Regions from separate parts of the Oryctolagus cuniculus genome. Here region 1 is linked to region 2. Evidence: chromatin contacts called from public Hi-C data. All regions are on one chromosome and are shown on one strand. Each heading gives the region's core, a stretch centred on a gene start, on an enhancer-like site or on the middle of the called end of the contact. The rest is flanking DNA. Distances are from core to core; before and after follow the strand shown. Region 1 has its middle 330 kb from the start of KLF3. Region 2 has its middle 270 kb from the start of TBC1D1.

Region 1 (5,749 bases), core at 2,156-4,655, 120 kb after region 2:
CTCCCCATGCCCCAGGAAGACCACAAGGAGAGGTGCAGCTGGGAGCACCCTCGCTTTTCCCCAGATAACCCCACCTTGGCTATGCCCAACTCCTCCTATGGATGCCTTCCGGTGAAGGCTTGTGGTCCAGGGAAGGGGCTCCCAGTTTGAGACCTGGAGCTTTAATGACTCCCCGCCTTGGAGTGGCACTTTAACCTCTCAAAGCTGCTGGCTCTGGTTCATTACTCAGCGTTGGATGCAATCCAAGAAGCATGGACAACAAGGAGGGAACCCAAGAAATGCACAAAGCAGGGATGACGGGAAGTAACAAAGGATCCAAGTCACCAAGGCAACAGCCCTGGGGGGAACGGGTCTTGGTCTGGGCCTGTGGAGGGGTTTGAGGCAGGCCCCCATGGACTGGGGTCATCCAGCCTCCTCCCTCAGGATTGCAGGGGCTGGCTGGTGCTCGCCGGCTGAGTGTCTCCAAGGCATCAACTCTTCTTCCTGACTGCAGACCCCACACGCATTCCTGTACAGGTCTACTTCCCACTGTCCCCACCACGCCTCAGACTATAGAACTGCAGGCAAAGAAACTGGTAAGGACAATTGGCCCTTGTGCTGCCTCCTCTCGGGTGTTGAGAAAGATCTGGAATGGGGTTAGCTTTGTGGGGATTTCCAGGTGCTGGATCCCTAGAGCAAGTTTGAACTGAAGTTGGCTGTTTCCACCTGCTTGGCGAGCGCAGGCCAAGCCACACCTGGTCATGCCAAGTCACGGGGCCAAAGTGTTTGTCACAGCGTCTTGGCAAAGGTGTCAGGGCAGATTTAACAGAAACAAAGGTAAAATGATCAACCACCGCAACACCAGACGCCCAGCTACAGAGAGTGATGTGTTTTTTAGCTTAGCATACACATTCCAAAATGTAGGTAAAGAAAAATCTTTGAGCGAAAGGAGGGTATGAAAAATCTGGGCAGCATCTGGACACGAGGATCTCGGTTCCAAAGGGCAGGCGAGTCGCTGAGGCGGGGAGAGGGCGGTGCTGGAGCTCCGTCGTTGGAGGGACTTTTATTTCTTCCTTGGTCCCTACAGAGACGAAGGATGTGTTGAGATTGAAGGGGACAACTCTCCCAATGCAAAGCATATTGTTTTTAGGTCACAGACAGTATCTAAGGCAGGGGGTCTCACCCTGCCGCCCACTTCCCGCTGTGTCCCCAAGCACCATGACACCTGTGCAGCCTCTGGGTAGCTTTGTTCTCAATGGTGGAGTGAGCATGTGAGGCCAGCACTTCTGGAGGTGTGGAGGGCACTTGTGGGTCTGAAAACAGATGGTCTGGGTTGACTTTGTGTGCTCCTAAGAAAGACAGGTTGGGGTCATAAGCTCTGGTACCACGGAATGTGATGGGATTTGCAGAGAGGGGCGGCCCAGAGATAACCCAGTCGAAGTGAGATGGCCGGCGTGGGCCTTCTCCAAGCAACACTGCTGTCCTTACGGTAAAAGGTGGGGAGACATCAGGAGGCTGGGGACAGATCTGTCCCTCACAGCCTCAGAGGAAGCCACCGAGGCAGACACCTGGTCTGATTTCTGGCGTCCGCAACTGTGACAACATAAATTCCTGCTATCTGGGCCGCGTGGGTCATGGTGCTTTGTCATGGCAGCGCTCACAATCCCTGCACCCGACAGTGAGTGAGTCTGTGCCAGCCGCCAGCTCCCACCCCAGGACCTGCCATGCCCACAGCACCGGAGAGCAGAGGGCCCTGACTCTGATTTCAGTTCCTCCTGGGAGGAACCACTGTCAGAAACCCCTCACTGGGGCCTGCCTGCCTGCTCTGCTCTGTTTCTGTTTGAGTCTAGACAGTTCTTCCCCCAGGAAACAGCTGAGAATCCAGGCTTGACTGATGGCAGCCATGTCTGGTTCAGTTCAGTGAGGGGCCCAGGTTCATGGCACAAACCTATCCCACTGTGGCTTCCATTGCTTGAGCTCTTGGGTTCTCAGTCTCAGCTGAGCCGTATGCAGATTGATGACTACAACCCCAGGGGTCCAAGGCAAGAGGGGGATGGTTTACAAAAACCCACTCCCTACTCCAGTAGTCCAATTCAAAATGCATTAAATCCACTCTCTCGTATTTGTATTGAGTGCACATTTGTACTGATTTGTATTTTCATAAACGTCGATAGGATGAAAGGAATAAGAATGATCTACAAAGGAGAGGAGGGAGTCGAGAAGTCAGATGAAAAGAAAGAGGTGATAAGCAAAACTTTCCAGATATACTGTGATGTAGAATTCTGACTTTTAAATCACGTAAGTGAAGTATTCCTTAAAAACAAAATTTTAATTTAAAACATTATCTATTGAAAAGGGCCCCCAGAGTCCTACTTTTGCAAAAGAAACACACCCTATGTAATTTGTGAAAAGTTATTTTAAATGCTCATGCTACCCTGTGTTTAAAATGGGGACAGCTTGCTTAGCATGAATGCAAGCCTGTAGAACCTGTTGGCCATAGAGCCTTGATAGGCTGCTGGAGGAGCCCTCGGCAGACGTGGATCTTTCAGTCTCGGCTTCCCAGGGAACTGGCTGAGCGGCCTCGCTGCTCCTCTCACCCTGACCCCAGCTGAATTCACACAGTTGTTCTGGGGCTCAAATGTAAAATCACTTGGAAAGTCGCAGTATCTTCCCAGATCTGTGTAGGTGGAGGCCCTTCCCAACAATCCACACAGCCTAAAATGGGACTTGTTACCTGAATCTCAAGGATGCTTGAACCGCTGGCCTTGGGCTGGGGTCCCGTGAAGGATGGTGTTGGTCGCCTGGCTTCCTACTCTCCCTCGCAGCCTTTCATCTGGGGGTGGAGGTGACTGAGGCACAACTCCGCTCCTCCAACAAATGAGCTTTAGGAACACAGAAGAACGACTTAAAAATTCACGGATTTTCAATCCTTTCCCTTCTCTACCTTAAAAATGTACAGAAGGCTGGAAGGGGCAAGAGAGGTGGTAGGAGTTTTGAAAGAGATTTCAAGAATAGAAAAGAAAATTGAGAGAAGCAGCGGCAGAATGCGTCCTGCTATGCTGACATGTTTCCCTTTCGATTTTGGTGGTGGTTTTTTGCTTTTCTTTTTTTTTTCTTTTTTCCCTCTTTTTTTTTTTCCTTCCCTAAAAAAATGTCTAGGATTTTGTCTCCTCTGAGCAGAAGCTTGGAAGGAAAACCTGACATCATCTCCAGAACTGTGAGGCTGCTTTGTGCTGCGGTCACTCAAATGCTTCTCTTCAATTCCCTGCAGCCGCCAACCTACCATGTGGCAGGTCTGGAGAGCCAGGGAGGGAGGCCCGGACGAGTGGAGCTGCCGGGGCGGGCGGGCGGCTCCCCGGGGCGAGGGCGAGGGCAGGCGGAGCCCCAGCTCCTCCCAGCCGGCGGAGCGCCTGGCCCCTCCTATTGCCACAGGGGAATAGGAGGAGAGACCTACATTTAAAAAGGCAGGAACCTACCAACTGCAGAGCTCCTAAAATGCAGAGTGAGAATTCCCATGTGTGAGGTCAAACGGAGGCCAAGAATTACCTAATCAGCTCTGAAAACCCCCTCCATAGGGGGTCAGGTCAGGCTGGTAACACCCCAAACCATTAACTAGAGCTACCACCTACCTCCACCAACCTAGCCTCAAGGTTGTTTAATTTTCTTGGTTTTTTGGTGTTTTGCCGGAGACAGTTTTTCTGGTGGCATTTCTGTGACTTCCTGTTTGTGACTGAGCCTTCCTTAGCCTACTTCCTTTTTTGGGGGTTAGATGGCCCTGACTACCATTTCCACCCAGATGCATGGAAAGGGTGTGTGCGTGTGCTGATGGAAACAGTTCGTGTTCTTTTTTATGTTATAAAACACCTTCCTGATACATTCCCGTTCTCTCTTGCTTCCCACAACACCAGGGTGTGCGCGATACCATTATGTCTAAGTTACAGAAAAGGAATAGAGCAAAGCCTGCCTCTGAATCCCTGATTCTGACTTATTCTGTAAGGGAGACTTAAATTGAGCTTATTTGGCAAAGCTCTGTTCCGGGAGAATTTATGTATTGAGTGTTTATTACAGGCTGATCCCGAAGAGTAAAGTCTGAGTTGGCTTGGTCCCTTTGCCAGAGTAGTGGAGGAATTCTTAAGGATGTGTTATTTCGTTTTGAGAGGGAGCTTCAGCAGTCTTTCAACATGGCTGTCCTAGGCCCATGCTGGGGTGTTCTCTGTGCTAGCCCCGGGGGTGCACTTCCAGCATCAGGCAGTAGGAGGAGCATGTGTGCAAGAGGAGGAGAGATCCGGCAGTGCAGGCAGGAAATGCCTGAGACCCACCATGTGTCCTTAGCAGGCCGGGGTTGGAAAAACTATTTTTTTTCCCCCTCTGCCTGAATGCTTAGAACCTATGGCTCCAGGCGTCTCTGCCAACACTTGCACTCACTGACTTGCAGGGTGGGAAAAAACCAGCCTCTGAGAGTTGTAGTCAAAGATTACATATGTCCACTGGATCAGAGGCAGGAAAAGCCTGCACACGCCTGCGGGGGGAGGATGTTGGCGGGGAGAGGGCCATCCGGGGTCTGCGTGTCACATGACCCCTGCCCAGAACAGAATTGTGTGCAGGCCACAGCGAGAGCTGGAATGTGAGCTGCACACAGAGGGAGACGTGTGTCTGATTGTGCACTGTATTTCTGGCTTCTCCAACAGTGCAGGTGGCTGGCTTGGCTCTCCAGGGCCTTTTACATGGGCCTCACATTGCAAGAGCCCACTAACCTCCGCTACGCTCTGACAAGGGCCTTGAAGTTGGGTAGAAAAAAAACATCCTTTGGCATTGTGTGACTCCACACCCAGCGGGACCCCAGGCAGAGGTGTGTGCAGTTCACCCTGGAATAGCTTGGAGTGCCAGTTGGTCACCTTCACTCCAGGCTGGGGCTTTCTCTCACTTCTCCTTTCTAGGATACAAGTTTAGTTCCTTACACATTTTTTATTTATCTTTTGGTGAGCTTCTATCCACTTTCTCACTCCTTAAATGCCTGCAACATCAAGGACTGGGCCAGGCTGAAGCCAGGAGCCAGGAACTCAATCTGGGTCTCCCCGTGGGTGACCAGGGAGCCAGCACTGGAGCCATCACTTGCTGCCTCCCAGGGTGCACATTAGGAAGCTGGAGTCAGAAGCAGGGCTGGGATTTGAACCTAGCACACTGACATGGGGTATGGGTATCCCAAGTGGTTTCTTAACTCTGTACCAGATGCCTGCCCCAAACTGGAGTTTCTGAACCTGGGGAAGAAAAGTTGCAAACCTGCAGCAGCAGATCGCCTCTGAGGGCTGGCTGACTGGCAGGCAACAATTTCCTTCCCAGGAAAAGAGAAGCAGAAGTCAGCAGTCACCTATCTTTTGGGTTCTTAGATATAAGGCAGCAGACTTTCTGATTATGGTTGTTTACAGAAAATCCTGGTCTCGGTTCCAAATACCCATGAGACTTGTATTCTGACACACCTGCTCCCGTGTCTGTGTGTGTGCATGGGTTTTGTTTTTGAGGGTTTTTTTTTTTTTTTTTTGGGAGGGGTGGAGGGAGCAGTTAAAATGTTGACTTCCTAAGGTATTTTTCTAGACCAGAAGAACCCATTAACCAAAGTCAAAGTTTCCTGTAGGAAGTGGGCTTTTAGAATAGCAACTAGGACCCCTGATCCACATCAGAGCATGTAAGTTCAGTTCCTGCCTCCTGCTCCAGACTCCAGCTTCCTGCTAGTGCAAACACTGGCAGGCAGGGGTGGTGGCTCAAGTTACTG
Region 2 (5,985 bases), core at 356-2,855:
GGTCATTTCTGTGTTTTTAGGAATCGTGATTACATCCAGGATGTGTAATTTGTCAGTGTACAATCATTCATTGGAATCTCTTGCAATCCTTTCTATTTATCTGAGGTCGGTAGTAATGCCTCCACTTTTGTTTCCTGATTTTAGTTATTGGCTCTCCTTTCTCTTTCTCTGCCCATCCAGCTAAGGGCTTGCCAGTTTTTAGAGGGGTGGGACCCCGAGAGTTGTCCAGTGGCAGCACATTGCTGGCAGAACGAAGAGTCCTGCCAGCTAGCATTGTGGAGATTTCCTGGGCACCAGGCGTTACTCTCAGTGCCCTACCTGGGTGGTAGGTGCTCCAACTACTGTTGTTCTTGCTGGGTGAGGAGACTGGGACACAGAGAGGGCAGTGAACCTGCCCAAGATCCCATCACTAGTGGGGTGGAGTCTGACTCCAGGACCCAGTCTTATCCTATGTACTTTGGCCTTTCATAGTCTGTGAGGTCAGTGAAAGAAAATAAAATTGCAACTACTGTCAAAGCAAAGAATGAAACAAAACCTCATCTGCTACACCTCAATATGGTGTTTTTCTCCTTTAGAAACACAGCAGTGTAGCGTTTCCATCTTGAAGTGACAAATGATACAACCATTTTATAATCTAATTTTACACCCCCAACCAGTTCCAAGATATTAGCAACCAGGTCTCAGCCATCCCTGTCATACTTTGGGTTTCATAGAAATCTCCAGTGATTTTCCAACATATGCCATTTTTAAAAAAGATTTATTTATTTTATTTGAAAGGCAGAGTTACAGAGCTGCAGAGGCAAAGGCAGAGAGAGAGAGAGAGAGAGAGAGAGAGAGGTCTTCCATCTGCTGGTTCACTCCCCAGATGGCCACAATGGCTGGACTGCACCGATCCGAAGCCAGGAGCCAGGAGCTTCTTCCAAGTCTCTTGTGGCTGCAGGGGCCATAGCGGAGAGCTGGATCAGAAGTGGAGCAGCCAAGGACTTGAACTGGTGCCCATATGGGATGCTGGCACTGTGGGCGGCAGCTTTACCCACTACGCCACAGTGCCGGCCCCCAACAGATGCCATTTTATACAAAATATTTTTCCCTTGTAATTTTTTTTCCTTTCTGGGGAAACAAAAGCGTGTTTTAGCAGCAAACAACGCATCTGCTTTTGATTTACTCATACTCAGATTGCTGAAATGTTGCTCCATAAGAGCTATTTTATTCCTCTTCAAACTTTCTTGAATCAAGTTTTTTGCCATTTCCTTCCTTTTGAACACTGAGTAATGTTTTGCTAAGGAAGGAATATGCAGATATCACTGTAGCTAGATTGGTTTAAAATCAAAAGGCAGGGCTTCTGCGGGGGCCTTGAGGAAACTTGCTCTATAGCCCACAGCTAAATCAGGCAGTGATTCAGAAACTCCGGGTATCTAAGGGTTCCAGAGACACAAAGGAGTTTTTGACCATAAGTCATTCCTACATGCTCCACGGTGGGACTGTATTTCCTCCTTGATAGAAAAAAAAAAATGTCAGTGGAGAAGAAACTTCTCTTGTCAGCTCGAGCTTTAAAAAGAAGAGGGAAGTGTGGGGTGAAAGGCTGTTTTTAAGCTCAGGCATATGTTAGAGGGGGAGGAAATGAGACCGAGCGAGAAATGAAGTGCTGACACCGAAGATCCTCCACGGCCTTGGGATGACCCGTGAATCTCGCCAGTTCCTGGAACACACACCAGAGAGCGTGCTTCATGTGAACGGCAAGTTTTGCAAGGAGTCATTGGCACTGAGCGAAGTCAGCAGAATTGGGTGTGATACCCATGTGGGCGGGTCCATAGGGTGAGAACCCCATTTCCGCATCCATCCATCCATCCATCCATCCCAGAAATACCAGGGAAGTCAGGCAGGAAGGACAGGAGGAAAGGGAAGCTGCATTCTCCTGATCCCTTGTTATGCCAGTGATGATGAATAGGCTTCGTCCCCAGACAACGCTGAGAGGCAGTGGCTGCTCCAGGGGCTGTGTCCAGAAGAATTCTGCAGTTTGGTCTGATTCTAGAGCCCAGAGTAGAATCCATCAAGAAGTCAGCTATGGGCGTGATTGGGGTGAGTGTCAGCTGTCACATATGTCCTCAGACGTGCCAGTGCCCCAGCGCAGGGCTGGGTAGGTGGAGGAGACCAAGGAAAGTTGGCTCAGTGCCTATCCAAGGTGGGGAGAGGGCAGAAGAGCTGGAGGCAATGGGGGGATTCAGACTGAGGGTTCACAACTCTGCCCTGCTGGTGACGCTCCTGCCCTTTGTACGCAATCCCCTTGCTACTGTGCTCAGTCAGAGCATCCGTGGGTCATCAGCTTCAACACCGGGAACTCCAGGGTGATGAGAGTGCCGCAGGTCAGATGGCCCCAGCCCGCAGCCCCAGCCCCGATGCCGAAAAGGTGGCTGTACTTCCAAAAGCCTTCAAGTCTGTTTTCTCCTCTAGAAAACAGAGTAAAAACTGCTAATTTTTAGAATTGTGGTGAAGAGAATGTGTAAAAACCATTGAATGAATGTGTTTGTTTGAAAGGCAGAGAGAGGAAAGAGAGAGAAACGCAGAGAAGTGTCCCGTCTGCTGGTTCACTCCCCAGAGGTCCAGGACAGCTAGGGTTGGGCCAGGCCAAAGCCAGGCGCCTGGAATCCAGTCCATCCAGGTCTCCAACGTGGGTGGCAGGGACCCAGCCTCTGGAGCCATCACATGCCGTCTTCCGGTACGCTGATTTGCAGGAAGCTGGTATTGGGAATGAAGCTGGTCCTTGAACCCAAGTGCTTTAAAGTGGGACGCAGGCATGAGGGTTAAGCTTAAAAGGAAGGGCCTGGCTGGCAGCAACACTTGATACATGGTTCATATTCTTACAAAAGTACCCGTGGTGCACCCTCATGGATACCCAAATCAAAACTGCGATATTTGCACGTAACCTACACAATCCTCCTGTATATTTTGCCGTCTCTAACCCCTGATGCATTTTGTTATAGTGGAATACGCTAGAACACCCCATACAGTGTAAATGTGGTGTGGACAGTTGTTTCACTGTATTGTTTGGGGAGTGACGACACGGGGGAGAAGATGCAGCCATCTTGGTCCTAACTCCATTGTCACCTGTAGTTGGGTGACGCTGCAGTTTCTATATATGGAGGGGCTGTAGTGAAGTGAGAGCTTTGTCCCCTTGAGGAGAGCCCCCCAAAAAGTGGCGAGAGGGGCTGGTGGGCCTTGTGCCTTTCTGAGGGGCAGTGGGAGTGGGAGGAAGCGCTGCAGGCAAGGCCATGCCACCAGCAGGAACCAAAGCCGAGTGAGGCCTCAGTGGGCGGAACCTGGCACAGTCACTTCGCTGTTGAATATTTTCATATCGATTCTGGCCAGTCAGACTGGCTAGCAACCCCAGCTGTGTTGAGGCCTGGGGCTTCCTCAGAGGCCTTTCCTGAGGAGCAAACACCAGCCGGCGAGGCCTGCCTCCTGTGAGCTGGCTTTCCGGTGTCTGAGATGTGCTGGGGGCACCAGCAGGGCTGGCAGAGTTTATCGGAAGTCCTGTGAATTTCATCCCAGTGGGAGGGAGCCGAGTCTGACTGACTGTGTAGGGTCACAGAAAAGTCACGCCTGGCCTGGAATTCAGCTCTCTTCCTTCCCTTTTGGGTCCTCGCTAATGGCTAATGGCAGAGTCATGGAGAAGGTTTTGGCCTCTGAAGCAGCCACTTCCTCGCCTCTAAAGTCCCCCGGTCAGTTGTCTCTCCTCTGTGTGCTCTGAACATGGTGGGGTGGGTGTTGGGGGGCCAACCAGAGAGCAGTGCAAAGAAGGAAGGGCCAGGCCTGGGGGTCTGCCTGGAGCAGTGCCTGCCAGGTGGCTTGGGGAGGAGGACTGTAGGACTGGGCTTGGAAGAAGAGCGGGAACCCTGCCACTGGCCTGGCTATGGCTGCCGCTGGAGGTATCGCTGGGCTCTGTCTCACCAGCACATGAGTGCCTGTCCAAGCCTCGCTTTCTCATGTGGGAAATGAAGGCTTTGGGGGGGGGGGGAGGAAGGTGCTCGTGGACTCTGTTAGCTCTGCCCTTCTGTCGTCACTGGTGTGGTTCACACATGGCTGGAAGAGCCAAGGAACATTCTAGAAAAGTATTTGTAGATATTTGTTCTTTCATTCATGGCTTTGTTTATTTGCACAGTGAAACTTGTACACTTGGTGCTAGGTGCCAAGGATGCCACAATGAACAGGATGGAGTTCCCTGCCCTCCTGGGCTCATGGGGAAGGTAGAGGAATATGCACATAATTCGAGGAAGAAAGCCATCTTCTTGTAACAGGAGTGTGTGTGACATGCTCAGCCCTGCCTGGAAGGATTGGGAAGGCTGACCCAGGAGCCCGGTCTTGCAGGATGAGTAAAGTGGATGGGTGTTCCAGACGGAAGGCTGGAGCTGCCCCCAGAGCCTCTCTCCAGACCCGGGGTGGGGCTGAGGGAGACTTTAAGCAGGGAGTGAAGGGCAGAGGAGGGGATGCGGATGGTGCAGTGCCACTTCCTGTTGAGGTTGCTGCTCATCTAGAGAGATTTTTCCCGTCTTCTGCATCCTGAGAGACACATGGAACTTCTCATCAGGATGGCCCCAGGTCAGGTCACTGAGTGTGGTTTGCTCAGGCCAAGCACAGGAGGGGGTTTCTGGTTGCTGCTTCTTGTACAGACCCTAGCTAACGCTTGAGAGCATTATAAGAACTGTGGTGATCTTACCCGTTTTCAGGCCCCTTGCAGAATGGGGAGAACATGATCACCCATCTCCCTAGCAAGCATACCTGCTTTTTAACATAGAACTCCATCAGCTTCCAGAACCAGCTCTTCTTCCAAGCCCAGTCCTACAGTCCAGGTGAAGAACTCCCCGCCTGGGGCAGCAGACGCTGCGTGCAGTGGTGAAGACGCCATCTGGGACGCCTGTATCCGTGCTGGAGTGCGTGGGTTTGAGTGCTGGCTCTGCTTCGGGTTCCAGCTTCCTGCCACTGCGCATCCTAGGAGGCAGTAGGTAATGGCTCAAATATCTGGATGCCTGCGACCCTGTGGGGGACACCTGTGTTGAATTCCAGGGCTCCTGCCTTAGGCCTGGCCCAGCCTCAGCTGTTCTGGTCATCTGGGGAGTGAATCATATATATCTCTCTCTGAATCTGTGTCTTTCAATAAATAAATAAGAAAATAAGACAAACACCACCCTCCTCCCCCCCCCCCCCCACAACCTGACCTTAGGCTATAGTCATGGGGCTGGAATGACCCCATAAAACACAGGGCTTTACAGTGAGCTGGCTGGACACTGGCTTTCAGCATGGAGACCCCTGACGGACAGAGCCTCTGTTAGTCATGGCCCAGGGTAGGGAGTGCATGGAGTTGACTGGTGGCCCCAGTGTTCCTGGATCTTGGCAAGTTCATTGCTGGCCAGAAGAGCAGTAATGTGCCGTGAGATCAGTGATTGGCAAGTGGGTTTTGCCAGATGGCTCACTAGCTTCATGCAAGTGTCTATGATAGTCTGAACACTTTGCATTGACTCGAGTTGGTGTTTCAGGGAGAGTGGGAGGGACTGTGCTGATGACACAGGGGACCAAGATGGGAAAAAGTGCAGAGAGACTGTGTGGGCAGTGAGAGCAGGGGCGTGTGACTCGCCTACAGCAGAGCTTTTTTTTTTTTTTTTTTTTTTTTTTGACAGGCAGAGTGGACAGTGAGAGAGAGAGAGACAGAGGGAAAGGTCTTCCTTTGCCATTGGTTCACCCTCCAATGGCCACCACGGCCGGCGCACCACGCTGATCCGAAGCCAGGAACCAGGTACTTATCCTGGTCTCCCATGGGGTGCAGGGCCCAAGCACTTGGGCCATCCTCCACTGCACTCCTGGGCCACAGCAGAGAGCTGGCCTGGAAGAGGGGCAACTGGGACAGAATCCGGCGCCCCGACCGGGACTAGAACCCGGTGTGCCGGCGCCACAAGGTGGAGGATTAGCCTAGTGAGCCGCGGCGCTGGCCAG

The links. Hi-C and Micro-C count contacts between places; a contact is called where the count stands out from the background.
Region 1: a contact with region 2 is called in a Hi-C map of embryonic fibroblasts, with 2.5 times the contacts expected there. The contact joins two enhancer-like sites. A contact is called at or near these places in 5 of 6 Hi-C or Micro-C datasets (ear pinna, embryonic fibroblasts, liver and 2 more).

Annotation. Positions count from the first base shown.
Region 1 is chr2:32,333,171-32,338,919 of mOryCun1.1, forward strand. No RefSeq gene overlaps it. Among named protein-coding and RNA genes, the nearest start is that of KLF3, 330 kb to the right of the region's middle. Within about 2 kb of position 3,406, at least 7 of the 8 cell types and tissues checked have an H3K27ac peak or open chromatin away from gene starts, as enhancers often do.
Region 2 is chr2:32,212,121-32,218,105 of mOryCun1.1, forward strand. No RefSeq gene overlaps it. Among named protein-coding and RNA genes, the nearest start is that of TBC1D1, 270 kb to the left of the region's middle. Within about 2 kb of position 1,606, at least 1 of the 8 cell types and tissues checked has an H3K27ac peak or open chromatin away from gene starts, as enhancers often do.